Linked DNA regions of Mus musculus: all the other regions are linked to region 1. Evidence: chromatin contacts called from public HiChIP or PLAC-seq and Micro-C data. All regions are on one chromosome and are shown on one strand. The core of a region is the stretch at or near the end of the contact, and the rest is flanking DNA. Distances in the headings are between cores, read along the strand shown. Region 1 holds the start of Kank2 (KN motif and ankyrin repeat domains 2). Region 2 overlaps Smarca4 (SWI/SNF related, matrix associated, actin dependent regulator of chromatin, subfamily a, member 4). Region 3 holds the start of Elavl3 (ELAV like RNA binding protein 3). Region 4 holds the start of Carm1 (coactivator-associated arginine methyltransferase 1). Region 5 holds the start of Rgl3 (ral guanine nucleotide dissociation stimulator-like 3).

Region 1 (2,992 bases), core at 209-2,708:
TCTGGCTTAGTTCCCCTCCATAGCTCTGTCCCTCCAGTTTGTGTCTCCTCACGTCTCTGCCCTCACTTTGCTGGCATGAACACCTGAAATGCAGTTACCAGTTGTAGATAAAATTGGCTCTGCATCTGCCTGGAGCCTCAGAACCTCCAAGGACAGGAAGTTAGTCCAAAATATTTTCTGAGGACTTAAGAGAGACACAGAAGTAGGGAGCAGAATTGGGGTAGCCTGGGCTAGGGGCACTGAGGTGGAATGAATAATGAATAATTACCACACCGTTTTGTTTGGTTATTTAAGGCAGTTTCCTGTAGCCCAGGCTGGCCTCAAACTCACTATGTGGCTGGGGATGACCCTGAAATCCTGATCCTCCAGCCTGCACCTCATAAGTGCTGGCGTGGCTGGCTACACCACACCACACCATACATTCTGGGGTGGAACCCCCGGTTTCATACATGCTAGGCCCACGTTCTCCATCCCCAGCCATGCTTATGTTTTTGGAAAAAGATCTTGCAAGCTGAGTGTAGCCTCACATGCCTTTAATCCCAGCACTTGGGAGGCGGAGGCAGGCAGATCTCTGACTTGAACCTAAAACGGGGCAGATTCGCCCAAAGCACCCCTAGACCCTATACATCTTACTCTCCAGATGGAGCGATGGAGGTCTACGGGTCTCGTTATCTAACCTCAGGCTGGTAACTCCGTGGCGGGAGTCGGAGGAGGCCCCTCTCTCCACAAGATCCCGGGATGAGAGAGGCGGAAGGAGGCTGGAAGAATCAACAGGTGGGAGTTTCCAGGAAAGGGCCACAGGGTCTCCCCAGAGTGCACCCCCCCCCACCACCAGCCTGGGTGAATCTGGGATCTGGGGGTTTTCCTGCCGCGCTCCCTCCGCCCCTAAAGTTGGGGGTGAGGAGGACCCCGCCCCGGGCGGGGAGGGGGCGGGGCCTGCGGGGTCCCAGTCTAATGGCAAACATCTGCTGATCCCCACACCCGCCCAGCAGCCAGGCCCAGCCCGGCCGGACGCCCGGATGCCTTCCCGCCGCTGAGGGGCCTGGTCCGGCCACCCGGAGCTGCGAGAGCGGGGACCTGGGAAGGTTAGGGGACAGAGCTAGACGAGAGTGGCGGAGCAGAGGAAGAGAGGCAGGGAATGATAAAGGCATAGAGGTGGGCTAGGGGCAAGGGAAGCAGGGCCCAGGTCAGGGCTGGGGAGGGGAGAGGAGCGCGGGGACCCAGACGCTCCGGTTTGCAAAGTTTGGGCGCAGATGTTAAGACTTGAGAGGGACCAGCTAAGAGAGAGTGTGCGAGCTTGTAGCCTCGGGTTGGAGGTGGGTTAGAAATCCTGATAGTGCCCCTAGAGTAGCCCGGACCCCACGCCACCCCGATCAGCCCTCCGTCCCACTCGCCTGGCACGCTCGAGCCTCCGCCGTCCCAGGCGTCCTGCCCGCTCCGCCTCAGTCGCCGCAAGCTTGCGGAGCCAGCGCGGTAGCCACGCCCCCACCAGAAAGCCACGCCCCTCCAGTCTCCCGGGCGCCTCGGCCGCGGGGCCTGGGGGCGAAGTTGAAGGGTGGTCGTGGGGGTGCACGCGCTCTCGCTGCGGCCTGAGCACGTCCTAGGGTCTCAGTCGGCTCCTGGCCACCAGCCCTCCGGACAGGGTCCCCGCTTCTCCAAGCCTGGTGCCCGCCCTTCGCAGCTGGACGCTGCAGGGGGCGGAGCTGGCCGCAGCCCAGCTCGAGGGCGGGTGCGGTAGCGGCGACTGGAGGTCACCCCTCCCCCGTTGGCCGCCAGCAGCTGGAAGTCTTCCAGCTGCAGGCCGGGTGCACCATGGCGTGACCGCCGACCCAAACTCTAAGATTGCAGCACCCACACCCCAATCTCCTGAAATTGAAGTTGTGCCTCAGTTTCCCCATCAGCAAAATGGGGTCAATCACATGACCCATCTGTTAAGTGTGTTCAGAAAATTCCCTTCATACTACTCTTGGGCTGACACAAATCACAGGGCGTGGTTTATTGATTTTGTGAGGTTGGGGATGGACCCCAGGACTCTGAATGCTAATCACTCTGCCTCTAAACTACACCCTAGTCCAGAGATGAACTTCTGTTTGCACTGGACTTTCTGAAGCCACTCTCACAGCGGGACTGCACACCTGTAGTCCCAGCACATGAAAGATGTGGAGCCAGGGCGATCAAGTACTAGAGAGGTCACCTTCTACTCCAGTAATTCTGAGCCAGGAGAGACTGTCTCAAAATAAACAAACTAAAGACAAAACAACAGGAAAGAAAGAAAGGAAGAAAGAAAGAAAGAGAGAGGAAGGGAAGGGGAGGAAAGAGGAAAAATATAGCTTCCTGGAAGCCTCTGCTTAGCACACGTGACAGGTGGATGTCTCAGTGGGTAAACTGCCTGCCGGTGTGAACTAGGATCTGAGTTCGAACTCCAGCATCTACATAAGAGTTGGGCCCACAAGTTTACCTGTAAGCCGAATTCTGGGGGCTGGGCAGATCTCTATGGCTGGGGCTTACCAGCCAGTGAACCTAGCTGCATCTATGAACTCCAGGTTCAATGAGACCTGTCTCAAAAAATAAGTGGATGACCAAGGGGAGGCTCGTCAGATGTCAAGACGAAGGTGCCTGCTGCAAGCCTGAAAGCTCAATGCCTGCGATCTATACAGTGGAAGGGGAGAACTGAGTTCTGCAAACTGTCCTCTGACTCCACATGTGTGTCATGGCACCCATGCACCCACAAACATACAGACAGACAGAAAGAGAGAAAGAGGAGAAAAAAATACAATTAAAAATGATAAACCATTTAATCCCAGCACTTAGTAGAAAAGGCTGAGGCTGAGGTGGATGGGTCTTTGTGAGTTCAAGGCCAGGCTGGGAAGCAAAGTAAACACAAAACAAAAAGTGGAGAGACTGAGGAATACTCGTACATCACACGCTTGCACACGCAAACCCTCACCACAGGTGGACACACGTGACCTCGCACACAGGAAACACTCTTTCC
Region 2 (2,981 bases), core at 389-2,888, 150 kb before region 1:
TCTTAGAACTGACTTTGTAGCACAGGCAGGTCTTGAACTCAGAAATCCACCTGCCTTTGTTGTCTCCAGTGTTTTTGTTTTTGATACTGGGTTGAAATAGGGCCTCACATAATCAAGAGAAGTACTCTGTACCACTGAGCCCTAGCTCCAGTCACTGTTTTATACTTGTATATTTTTGGCACTCAGGAAAGTTTTATTAAAAGCAAAAGTATGCACACATATACATGACACACAAAGGGAATCCAAACCCAGAATCCTAATATTTTAATTAATTTTGTTGTCAATTGATCTGAAATATAAAATACTCTTTAAAACTTCTTCTAAAATCTGTTATCATGTATATGATGCCTATGAGTGAGACTAGGCCTGTATGCTATGTGCATGTGGAGATGGGAGAACTTCTCCCAGGAGTCAGATCTAGATCTCTTACTGTAGGCTCCAGAAATCATACTCGGGCTATAGGATAATGTAGCATTTGCAATACCACTGTGCTTTTGGTTATTAATTTGTTTTCTTTCTGAATTTTCCTTCTTTTCTCTGTGCATGAATATATACAGAGGTGAGCATTTGAGGCGGTTTTGCTCTGTTTTCCAGGCTGCCTTGACCACATGGTGATTCTCCAACCAGAAGTGTGGCTTTATCCTCCCCCCTTCTTTTCTCTTTTCTCTTTCTTTCTCTTTCTCTTTCTCTTTCTCTTTTTCTTTCTCTCTCTCCCCTCCCCTCCTCTCCCCTCCCCTCCCCTCCCCTTTCCTTTCCCATGTACAGCCTTTTTTATTAAAATGATTTTTGTTGTGTTTGGTTTGGTGTGCTGGGTTTTGTTTTTAAGTTTACTGTAACCTTTTCTGTAAATGTTTGTTGGAGCTGTGTATTTATTTAATAATTTCTTTGTAATCATACAGATACAGTAGGCATCTTACTCCATTTCATAATTTTAAGTTGGTTTTGTTTGCTTGTTTGTTTTTCAAGACAGGGTTTCTCTCTGTAGCCCTAGCTGTTCTCACTCTGTAGATCATGTCTTGAACTCAGATCTATCTGCCTCTGTCTCTTAAGTGCTAGGATTAAAGATGTATACCACCATTGCCAGCTAAGTTGGATTTTTGAGATAGGGACCTAATGGTTCAGCCACAGGGAATATGACACTCCCAGTGATTATGAACCCATGATCCTCCTGCCTCAACTTCCTGAGTGCTGAGATTGAGCACAGTATTCTTGAAATTAAAGCATTATTCACTCTGAACCCTTTGGAAGATGTTCGTATAGAAGTAGTAAGTGAAAGTGTTTTCATAGCAGTTTACATTCATGGGCATATGTGCCATTTCTGATGCTCTTGTGGGGTTCTCCAAGAATGTGTTTTATTGTGTGTCTGAATGTATGCATGTATGTGCATGCAGAGTCCTGAAGAGGGTATCAGATTCCTGGAGTTGCAGGTTTTTGCCGTGACTAGCTCTCATGAGTGTGTAGTAGGCACTCTTAGCCTTAGAGCCATCACTGTAGTCTCTTCAGGTGATGTTTCCCTCCAGGGATTTAAATTATCCAGTAGCATGTCTTTGGTTTTGTGTGTTGTGTGGTAATGGTTGGTTGGTTGGTTGGTTGGTTCTTTTTCACAGTTTTGCTGGGGATTGGCCCTAGGTCTTTATACAGACAGGCAGGTGCTCTACCGCTGAACCACACCCCAGCCTTCTTAGAAAAATTTCACAGTGTCTGTCTGCCCGCAACAGGTGCTCTTCAGTCTCTTTTTCTAGGGTACTTTTGTATTTTGGGAGAGCAGTTTAGTTGAATGTGTCAGTCTTGGTTGATTGTTCCCCTCTCCTCTTTCGGCAGTTTGAACATGTGATTCTAACCATAGTGGTTTGTTTTGTTTCTCTGTATGCTTGGTTGTCTCTCTTCAGGCATGAGTGCAGGTGCCTGCAGAAGCCAACAGCGGATAGCTCATCCCCTGGAGCTGAGGCTATGGGCCCTTGTGAGCTGCTTGGCATGGGGGCTGGGAAGCGGACTTGGTGTTTCTGCAAGGGCCGGAGTATATGTTCTTACCTACTAAGGAATTTTTGCAGCTTCCTTGTTGGCCGATTGTTCCAGATGAGATTTCAGCCACCTATTACCACATCCTTTGTTACCTGATAGTTTAGTTTGTCTCTTTTGCCTTGTAGATTATCTGTCTATTTTTTTAGTAGAATCCACCCAAAGTTGTCTTGATATTTATCCTTCTTGCTGTGTGTCCACCTTGTCTGTGAATTATTTTCGTTTTTGTCAGAGTAGGAAGTGGATAGATAATCTGGTTGTGCTTTGTGGTTCCTTGTTCATTGACTTGAGCAGACGCCCAGCTCCTCAATGGCTCTGTACACACTATAGATACTCCTGCTTGGAATAGCTCTGACAGATGTGGAGAGGCAGGAACAGCTGAGTTCCTTTTTTTTTACTTATATATTTAGCTCTTTGGTTGTTTTTTGTTTTAGATAGGATCTCTCTATGTAGCCCTGGCTGGCTTAAAACTGGGTATTTAGACCAGACTGTCCTCAAACTCAGAGATCTCCCAGTTAGCTCTTTCGAAGGATTATGACGCCTCCCCGTCCAGGACTATAGCTGTCATAGGATTCTTTGTTGCTGCAGTAAACACCAGGATCTAAAGCAAGTTGGGGAGGAAAGGGTTTATTTGATCTTCCAACTCCCAGACCACAACCCATCACTGAGGAAATTAAGGGTGGGAGCTCAGGAGGGCTGAAGCAAGACCACAGAAGATTCCTGTTTACTGGCTTGCTTCCAGGCTCATGTTCAGAGCCACCAAATGCCACCTGTCCTCGGTGTCATGACCAGTGGCTGAGCCTTCCCACATCAATCAGTAATCAAGAAAACCACCCCACAGACATGGCCACAGGCCAGTCTTATATCCCCCAGTTGATATCTTTTCCCACCACGACTCTAGTTGTTGTCAGGTGTCCCAAGCTAACCAGCACAGTGGCAGATGTCTAAGGGACAGCATTCCT
Region 3 (2,700 bases), core at 190-2,689, 250 kb after region 1:
TGGAGCCAGGGTGCGGTGAGCACTGGCCAGCCCCGCCCCGGGACACGCCCGGGCTGCGGGGTGGAGGTCCTAGGGCTCGCTTGAGGCCAGGTCCAGGGGGCCTAGGGGCGGGGCCTGGATGGGCGTGGCACGACAGGGCGTGGCATGTCGGGCGGGGCCGTGAGTTCGGGAGCTGACCAGCTCCGAGGCTGCTGAAAGCAACCGTGCGCCGGCCAGGCGGCCCGATTTGCGGGCGCGTTCAAGGTCACCCTGCGGCCCGGAGCCCTGACCGGGGAGGGCGCGTGCAGCAGGCCCTATGGAGTACTGCTGCAGCCCCGGACGCCCTCACCCGGAGGCAGCGGCCGGGGAACGGGGAGCCCCCCTCCCGCACTACCCCCCCCCCCGCAGCCCCAAGGCCCCGCGCGAGGCTACGGCCCGGCGGAGAAACAAAGGGATCACGGCGGCCGCCGCGAGGCCTCAGGGCGCCCCCTCCTCTTCCCCTCCCCGCTTGCCGCAAGGTCGACGGGGTTCGAGGACGAAGATGCCCGCCTTTCGGGTGCGGCTCGGGCTTAGAGCAGCGCGATCCGACGCCACCCGCCTCTCCATCTCCCCTCCCCCCCAAAAAGCTCTCAGAGAAGGCCGAGTGGCATTACCCGGACCAACAGTGGGAGATCGTGGCCCTTGTCCTCCTGGGCGGCCTGCGGGTCTGGGCCTGGGATGCTGGAAGCATCCTCCGCCGCCGCGGCCCCTCCCCCACAGCCTTCCAGTGAGGAGCCACAAGGACCACCGGGTGGCTGAGGGCACCCTGTACACAGCCTGGCTTTCCAAAGCCTCTCGAACCAGGCTCCACTCCCCAAAACTCCGGATGCAGCTCTGGCCACTCTCAGGCCCGAGGCGCGGTACTACCCCCCCCCCTCCCCTAGGCCTAGCTAGGCCTGGTCCTACCCCCCCACTCCCCGCGTTTCCGTGGAGCCAGCCTCCGCCCCTCCCTCCCGTGTTCGTCTCGCGGCGACAAGGGAGTACCTACAGTGACCATTCTTGTGTGCCCGGCGGGCGCGGTCCGTATCGAGGGCGGCTCCGGGGGTCGTGCACTCCTAGGGGGGCGCCTGGTGCTCACGCCGGGGTCCCGCCCGGGCGTCTGCGTCTGCGGCCGCTGCAGAGGAGGAGATGGAGGCGGCGGCGCCTTCGAAGGCCGGGAACTGACCCGAGCCTGGGGATGCGCGCTTCGACGGCCAGACCCCCAGCGGCAGGTGGATGGAGGGAGCGGGCACGCAGTGGAGGGTGCCCGGAGCGCGGCCCCGCCGGGCCTGAAGAAGTCGCTCTTTCTGTGACTGAGATCTCGGCAGCTCTGCCTTCTGCGGCGGGCCCTCAGTTCGGCCTGTCCCGTGCCGGGTGATGGGTCCTCTCCTCTCGCCCGCCCTCCCTCCCTCCCACCGGCCCGCGCTGCGCGCTCCGCGCTCTGGGTCGCACTGCCGCCGCCCCCAGCCCTTTATAGAGGCAGCTGCCAGCGCCGGCGTCGCTCATTGGCTGAGACGGTGGGTCTCCGCCTCCTCCCGGCTCCCGACGGCGCGGCAGGTGGAAGCGAGTGCGGGCCTAGACTCTGCGTGCCAAAAGAGAATAGGATGAGGCATCAGATCTTGGCTCTTTCTTGCCTGCGGACTCTGACTCTAGTCTTGACACCACTCTCGAGTATTACTTTAGCTTTGCCGACAAATTGGGTTCCCCTCTTCAGTCCAGCATCTAACTCTGAAGGGGTAAAAAACAGCCTTTGGTGACCCAAACACAACCAGGGGTGCATGGGTGATGTCTGGGAGGGCTGGGAAAGGGCAAACACTCAGACCCAGACCCGTTCTGCTAGATCCGAAGTGAACAGTTTTTGTTTCCACATGGCCTCTGGTGATATTAGAATACTAGGTGTGGTGAGCCAGGAAGGTAGTTTGAGTCTAGCATGGGCTACACAGCACTTTATGCTGATCTGGGCTACATAGCAAACTTCAGGCTGTTGCGTGCTGCTTAGGAGACCCTGGGTTTTTTTTTTTTTAATTAAAGAACAAAGAAAAGAAAATCTAAACAAACAAACAACAACAACAACAAAAAAACCCAAACCAAACCAACCAACCAACCAAACATAAAACAAAAGTAAGGTGAGCACGATGTAAGGCTAACTTTAGAAGATAGTCAGAGTGATCAAGAGTTCAAAGCCAGCCTGGGTTACATAAGACCGGTTCTCAAAAATAAATAAAATAAAATAAAACAAAACAGAAGGCTGCAGGAAGCTGGAAAGATAGCTCAGCAAGAAAAGGTTCTTGCCATACAGGCCTGGAAATCTGATGTTTGTTTGTTTGTTTTTTGAGACAGGGTTCCTCGGTGTAGCACTGACTGTCCTGGAACGTCCTTGATAGGTCAGAGTGGCCTCCAGCTCAGGTATCCATCTGCCTCTCCCAGGTGTTGGAATGAAAGATATTTGCCACCATGCTAGGTAGCGACCTGAAGTGTGATCCCCTGAACCCATGTAAAGAAAGAAAGAGAGAATCAACTCTACATGGTACACACACACACACACACACACACACACACACACACACACACACGCACATGCACACACACTAATAGTAATAAATTAAAAAAAAATGGGTTGAGGATTGGTTCAGTTACTAGCCCATGAAACCCCAGATCCGATCCCTAGCACCACATAAACAAGCCTGGAATCACAACACTGGG
Region 4 (3,122 bases), core at 300-2,799, 250 kb before region 1:
TTTCTGTTTGTTTTGAGATAGGGTTTTTCAGTGTAGTCCTGGCTGTCCTAGAACTCACTCTGTAGACCAGGCTGGCCTGGAACTCAAGGACTGCCAGCCTCTGCCTCCTGAGCATCGGGATTAAAGGTGTGTGCCACCACTGCCCAGCAGAGTGCGTTTTTACTCTTCACTTTGTGGGTCCTGGCTGCCTGAGATTGTGTGCTTGCACCATTAGATGGGAGGGATGACTTGGGAAAGGGTTGAGTCTTTTGTGAGTCTTGCGGAGGCCCAGGAGGGGGTACGTAAATTAGAGTTCTAAGAGGCCCAGCAAAAGTGAACAAGTGACTGGCCACTGTGAGTTCACTGGGGGACCTGAGAGTTAACTAGTGAAAAGGAGAGGTCCTAGTGGAGAAGCTAAAGAATTAAAGTTACTGCCTTGAAGTTCTTTGTGAAGGCCAAGCTCTGGAGCGCGGCTTGAAAAGCCTTTATCCCAGAGCAGCATGGGAAGGGGCCCCAGCTGGGTGCGAGCCTGCAAACCAGAGCACACCTATCACAGGGCCTTTTCTTACCAGTGGGACGGGATCAAGGCGGAGCTTACCTGGGAACGTACAGGGCGGAACCTTAACTTGGGGGCGTGGCCGAATCACCTGGGTTTGGAAACGGTTCTTGTCTTTCCTCAAGCTCAGGAGAGGTTGTTTGCAGGACACTGGCCCGGAGGGGCCCGAACTCTCCGAGGGAGGGTTTCGTGGATCAGAACACCGTCCCTTGACAAAAAGATGCAGAGCACCGTCTGCATTCTGCTAGTAACCGTCCCTCCTGGGGGCGGAGCCAGCCCTCCTCCGGGTGTATAAAGTAGCTGAGCGCCTCCTTCTGACAAACGCCTCACCCCCAAGAGTACTGGGGGAGTACGCAGCACGCCAGCCTAGGGGCGGAGCTCAGCCCTGGAGGAGGCGTTTCTTCTTAGTTCTCCGACTCACGCCTCTCCACTTTTCTTGAGCTATGCTCACAGTGGCACAAAGCATGGTGGTTCGCTCGCTGCCGGCCTGTGGGTGGGTCTGGCCCCAGAGGCGTGTCCGAGCGGCCAAGCATTGCCTCCTGAAACGCCCTGTGGTACAAAGGGCTGTGGATCACCGTGGATCACCGGTCGCCGGCCCGGAGCGGGGGGTGGGGCCGCCTGATCATTCCGGGGGCGTGCCGGGAAGGCTAAGCACCGCCTCCCGACGCATGCCCTGCCCATCTCTCCAGAGCTGTGCGCGGTGGCACAAAGCGCCTCGGTTCGCACAACGCTGCCTCGGGGCGGGGCTTAGCATCCCTGGGGGCGTGTCATACTGCGGGGCACCGCCTCCCAACGTAGGCGCCTTCACCCGGCCTGCCCGGGAGGCTCAGCCACCTCACAAAGCAGCGACCGTTCCCGCGGGGTGGGGCCGGCCCCACCCCCGTCGTGCTTGCGCTCGCCCGGCTCCCTCAGGCGCCAGGAGGGGGCGCTGCGCCACCGAGCCGGCCCGTGGCGGCGGCGGCGGCGGCGAGGCGTCGCGTGGCCGGCAGGCGGCGCGCTGCCAGCCTCGGCCTCGGCCTCGGCCTGCGCGGCGGCGGCAGCGGCGGCGGCGGCGGCGGCGGCGGCCTGGGCCCGGGTGCGGCGGTGGCGGTGGCCGTGGTGGCAGCGGGGCCTGGAGCCGGACCTAAGATGGCAGCGGCGGCAGCGACGGCGGTGGGGCCGGGTGCGGGGAGCGCTGGGGTGGCGGGCCCGGGCGGCGCGGGGCCCTGCGCTACAGTGTCTGTGTTCCCGGGCGCCCGCCTCCTCACTATCGGCGACGCGAACGGCGAGATCCAGCGGCACGCGGAGCAGCAGGCGCTGCGCCTTGAGGTGCGCGCCGGACCAGACGCGGCGGGCATCGCCCTCTACAGCCGTGAGTGCTGGGGACACCCTGGGGACGGCGGCGCACGAGGCCGGCGGCGCGGGCGCCCGGGGAGGGGGCAGGCGGCGGAGGGTTGGGGGGGGGGGGGGACTCGGGCCGAGCTTGTACACGCGGCTCCTGCTGCCCGCGGGCGAGATAGCAGAGAGGGTGTGCGTGGGGACCTTGGAGCCCGAAGAGGGGCGCGGGAAATAAGAGTCGCGGGCCTGAGATTTGCAGCGGGTGGGGTAGGGGGGCGCGTGGCAGGAAGTGGGGCCCCGAGGATTCTGGGGGGATTGTAGAGGGGACTGGAGAGAGGGAGTGATTGGGAGGGCTCTTGAGCGGGTGTGGTTTGTGGATCTCATCTCAGGGGACATCCTCCTCACACACGGACATTTGAAAAGTGGTTTTCAGTGTGTAACACCGGGAAGACTGGGTGCCGCCCTTGTGGAGGACTTGGGATTCGGGATCCCCCACCCACACACCCACCAGGGTGGGTAAACTTTGGGACTTAGGACAGAGCCCTTCCTGATAGAGATTCCCAAGCCCATCCCCCATGGAAACGTGGAAGAGGGGAAGGCCGGCTGGCTGATGGCCGGCTTTAGAAGTCAAGAGGTAACAAGCCACCTCCCTCGCCACGCGCCTCCTGTCTTTTTTAAGAACGTGAGAAGCTGGTGACATTATCAGAAGCTGCTTCAAAAACTGACATTTCAGTGGGGAAAACAAGGGGGGGGATCACTAGTGTGTTTTCGAAGTGCACCCCCCCCCCCAGCTTTGTAGTTCCACCTTTCATTCTTCCTTGCTCTTGCTACTCTTTCTTCTGACGGATTCCTCAGATGGATTTGCTCTTGTGTTTCACTGGTCTTTGTCTCCCAGGATTTCGTTCACTGATGCTCTTAAGGGGCCACCAAGGAAGATGGGATCGATTTTAACCTGTGGGAATTTTTTTCTACTCCTTGGTAATGGGGTGTTGTTGGAAAGGGAAATGTGTGTAGCAGTCTGTTCAGACTGATTCTCCTCTCTTTGCCTTGACTTTGAAACACACAGGAGAAAGAAGTGTCTGGTTCCCAAGTGTGGGGCACCTTTGGGGGCTTGGGCAGAGCTGGGGTCTCCTTGATCACACGAGAGAAAGGGGAATTTCACAGACTAAAGAACGAAGCTCTTTAGGACTACAGACCCCTAAGCAAGCCAGTGGTGTTTGGCTAGCCAGGGTACCAGGGCTTACCTGGAAAGTGTTCTGGGGACCTGGGT
Region 5 (2,760 bases), core at 64-2,563, 190 kb after region 1:
CAGGCACGAAGCCAGGATCCTGCTCGCGGTCTCCGGACACCAACTCATGCACCAGCCGCTCCAGTCGGGCGGCCCTCAGCGCCCGCACCTTGCTGGTTCGGTAATGAAGGAAGGTGTCGGTAGCCGGGATGGGGGTCTGCGGGGGAGTGGGGCAGTGAATGAAATAAGGTGAGGAGCGTTCCAAGCACCTTGTTTCCAATTATACCCATCTCTGGCACTTTTTTTGGGGGGGTGTGACTGTGTCCTTTTCTGAAACTCCGAGACTCCCTAAATATACACCAATCATGCAATGCTCACATCAACCCCGCAGGACACCCCACTACTCTAGCACTTCCCTCTGTGCCCTCCTCACCCCGCCACCCCAGGCTTCAGGCAGTTTTGCAGCCAAGCTTCACTGGCCAAGCCTGAGTCCCACCCATCACCACCTGGCCGCTCCTCCGTTCTGCTTTCCTGCACCCTGCCGGTCAGTTTCGCCTTTGGGGGGAGCGCTATCACCTGGCCCCACCCCGTTTCCTGGATTCAAACCAAGTCACCTGGCCGCCCCCAGGCCCTTTCCACACACCTGGTCGCCTCTTAGCTCCGCCCTTCCTCCTGGCCCCGTAGTTCTAGGGAGGCTCACCCTCAGCTCTCCAGCTTCCCCCTCTCCTCCCAACTCCCAGGCCCCTGAGCTGAGTCCGCCCTCACTTGCTCGCCTCAGTCCCTTCCTCACCTGGCCTTCTCCAGACCTCTCTGGGGTCGAGCGCTGGCTGCGCTGCCGCCGCAGGGAGACGCTGTACACGGCGCCATCCTCGGTCTCCTCGCCCCAGTCCTGCAGCGGCGCCTGGATGTGGAGGCGGGCTCAGGGAAGTCCCTCCGGCTTCAGCCCCCTGCCTTTATGTTTGGCCCACTTTCCCGAACAGAGTATTCAAGACTCGGGGTGGGATCCCAGGTCTTCGCCACGGATACCCTTCTCCCAGGTCTTGAGTGGATGGAGTATCATTTGGGGATATCCCAGAGTCCAATGTCACAAAGAATCTGTCACCTCCTCCTGAGATTCCTCAGACCCCCGTCCCCATCCCCCAAACTAGCCGCTTCACGGGGTCAGGAACTCTGAATCCCCAAATGGGGACTCCAAGGCACATCCATTTTGCAGAAAGATTAGAAAACGAGGGGCGGTCGCCTGGAGTTTCTGAATCTGGGGGTACACTAGGGACGTGGGGTCCGAGGATCCCCAGCTTCCTCTTACCAGGGCCAGCTCTTTGCCCGCTGTCCTCTCCATGGCCCCGGTGCCCGTCCTGCTCCCTGGCGCCGCTGAGTGAAGCGGAAGGGCCAGCGGGCAGTGGGGCGGGGCAGCCGAGCGTCCAGTCGTGGGGCGGGGCTGGGCAAGGCGGTCCCACAATTCCAGAGGTCCCCAGCCGGACCCCATCCCCGCACCCAGGCTAGCCTAGAAGTCCCGTTCCTTCCCAGAAGTGCGGGTCAATCTGTCACTCAGACATATGGGTGCAGGGGACACGACAACAGGTCTGTGTCCCTGGGAGGGAAGTGCTTTATACTAGGTTGGGGTTGATCAATCCCAGGTGTCGAGGGTGTCTCCTATGTCTGGAGGAGAAGGAGGGCACACTGAATCTGTACCATAGGTGATGGAAGCCATGCCATCTCAGGCTAGAAGCCGCGAAGTGTCTGTGGCCCTGCATTTTGTGGGGGCAGCCTTTTGGGGGCGGTGCAGGGTCAAAAAGAGGTGAATACCCAGGGGGTTGTTCAGTGACCTTTATTGCGCGATTCCGAGGCGGGCACCAACCCGCCTCGAGAGATTTACTGTGGGAACTTCTGGCTCGGCCTTTTCTCTCCTCCGGGCGCTGCTGGCCTGCGGTGCTCCCTGCTTGAGCTTCCTCCAAGCCCTTGAAGGAGCCTCCGGGGCTCCCAGACACACACCACCCGTAGGTGGACCCAGAGGGTCGGAGGGCTCCCTAGAGTCCCGGAGGCATCCGATAGGACTTGACTGCGAGTCTAAGATCTGCGCAACCTATTGCGCTTCTTGCTGCGGGCTTCGATTAACTTCTGGGAACGGAGCTTGAAGGCAGCGCGGGTCACCACATCACGGTCATCATCCTCACTCTCCTCTTCATCTACAGAGAGAGGCAGGGGTGGGTGATGGGGAGGGTGAGGGACCGTTTCTTTTTCCCTTCCCAGCCTTCGCCACACCATGCACCTCCTCCTTGGCCTTGACTTAAGGCCACCTCGCGCCCCTCCCATTCATCCCCCTTTGGCCCACACTGACCAAAGAACTTGTCCTTGACACTGGCGACGGGCAGAAGGATGCGGGTGTTGTATAGGGGCAGCTTTCCTTCTAGCGTGGCCAGGAACTGCGGGGGGGGGGGGTAGGGGGAGGCCGGAGAGAGATGTGGGATGGCAGTGAGGCTCTGTTCCACCTCCGTGCACCTTACATTGAGTTTCTACCGGATTCTAGGTGGAGATCACTGCCCACCCTTCGCTGCCTGGTTTCGGAGGCCCTGCCACCTGAGATCCACCCAGTCCAGGCTTCGCTACTCTGGTTATGAAGCTCACGCCCATTCAGCACCTGTTTCCTATGTCAGTCTGCTCTCTGATTTTCGACCCTCCCTCCCCCACCCCCACCCCCACCCCCTGCCTTGGTCCCCACTGGCCGCGGAGGATGTGTGTGAACCTCTCGGTCTGCTATGTGTCGCAGCAACTCAGGCACGTCCTGGCTCTCCAGTTGGTCCTGCAGTTTCAGCAGCTTTTCCTGGACAACTACCAGCAGAT

The links. Hi-C and Micro-C count contacts between places; a contact is called where the count stands out from the background. HiChIP or PLAC-seq counts read pairs in DNA pulled down with a chosen protein or histone mark.
Region 2: a contact with region 1 is called in an H3K27ac HiChIP or PLAC-seq map of DN3 thymocytes, with 5 times the contacts expected there. The contact joins the enhancer-like site here to the promoter of Kank2 in region 1. A contact is called at or near these places in 8 of 39 promoter capture datasets (the 3T3-L1 cell line, the C10 cell line, embryonic stem cells and 4 more), 4 of 484 Hi-C or Micro-C datasets (bone marrow-derived macrophages, embryonic stem cells, group 2 innate lymphoid cells and 1 more), 16 of 115 datasets of contacts at active chromatin or transcription factors (the 230-238 cell line, DN3 thymocytes, the NIH/3T3 cell line and 10 more) and 4 of 9 other capture datasets (adipose tissue, liver, macrophages and 1 more).
Region 3: a Micro-C map of embryonic stem cells shows a contact between it and region 1, with 1.9 times the contacts expected there. The contact joins the promoter of Elavl3 here to the promoter of Kank2 in region 1. A contact is called at or near these places in 1 of 39 promoter capture datasets (stem cell-derived epiblast-like cells), 3 of 484 Hi-C or Micro-C datasets (the G1E-ER4 cell line and embryonic stem cells) and 4 of 115 datasets of contacts at active chromatin or transcription factors (embryonic midbrain and embryonic stem cells).
Region 4: an H3K4me3 HiChIP or PLAC-seq map of embryonic stem cells shows a contact between it and region 1, with 8 times the contacts expected there. The contact joins the promoter of Carm1 here to the promoter of Kank2 in region 1. A contact is called at or near these places in 3 of 39 promoter capture datasets (the C10 cell line, fetal liver and stem cell-derived epiblast-like cells), 1 of 15 datasets of contacts at CTCF or cohesin (large pre-B cells), 11 of 484 Hi-C or Micro-C datasets (the HL-1 cell line, brain, cardiomyocytes and 6 more), 11 of 115 datasets of contacts at active chromatin or transcription factors (the 230-238 cell line, the SCID.adh cell line, bone marrow-derived macrophages and 5 more) and 1 of 9 other capture datasets (adipose tissue).
Region 5: an H3K27ac HiChIP or PLAC-seq map of microglia shows a contact between it and region 1, with 4 times the contacts expected there. The contact joins the promoter of Rgl3 here to the promoter of Kank2 in region 1. A contact is called at or near these places in 2 of 115 datasets of contacts at active chromatin or transcription factors (bone marrow-derived macrophages and microglia) and 3 of 9 other capture datasets (adipose tissue, liver and pancreatic islet).

What each region holds. Positions count from the first base shown.
Region 1 is chr9:21,797,088-21,800,079 of GRCm38.p6, forward strand. Kank2 (KN motif and ankyrin repeat domains 2) reads right to left here and starts at 1,459. Exons shown (of 12, transcript NM_145611.4): 1 at 1,395-1,459.
Region 2 is chr9:21,650,658-21,653,638 of GRCm38.p6, forward strand. The region is part of intron 13 of Smarca4 (SWI/SNF related, matrix associated, actin dependent regulator of chromatin, subfamily a, member 4); the gene reads left to right. Among named protein-coding and RNA genes, the nearest start is that of Smarca4, 36 kb to the left of the region's middle. Within about 2 kb of position 1,639, at least 38 of the 459 cell types and tissues checked have an H3K27ac peak or open chromatin away from gene starts, as enhancers often do. A contact at or near this core is called in the 230-238 cell line, DN3 thymocytes, SST interneurons and 2 more, where this site is marked.
Region 3 is chr9:22,050,584-22,053,283 of GRCm38.p6, forward strand. It overlaps Elavl3 (ELAV like RNA binding protein 3), which reads right to left and starts at 1,440. Exons shown (of 7, transcript NM_010487.2): 1 at 1,007-1,440. The coding sequence starts at 1,015.
Region 4 is chr9:21,545,345-21,548,466 of GRCm38.p6, forward strand. Carm1 (coactivator-associated arginine methyltransferase 1) reads left to right here and starts at 1,550. Exons shown (of 16, transcript NM_021531.6): 1 at 1,550-1,886. The coding sequence starts at 1,664.
Region 5 is chr9:21,988,140-21,990,899 of GRCm38.p6, forward strand. It overlaps Rgl3 (ral guanine nucleotide dissociation stimulator-like 3), which reads right to left and starts at 1,314. Exons shown (of 19, transcript NM_023622.4): 1 at 1,226-1,314; 2 at 710-820; 3 at 1-136. The coding sequence starts at 1,258. Ccdc151 (coiled-coil domain containing 151) reads right to left here. Exons shown (of 13, transcript NM_029939.3): 11 at 2,663-2,760; 12 at 2,258-2,342; 13 at 1,732-2,105. The coding sequence ends at 1,987. It overlaps Gm36414 (a long non-coding RNA gene), which reads left to right and starts at 1,357. Exons shown (of 2, transcript XR_379185.4): 1 at 1,357-1,500; 2 at 2,447-2,569.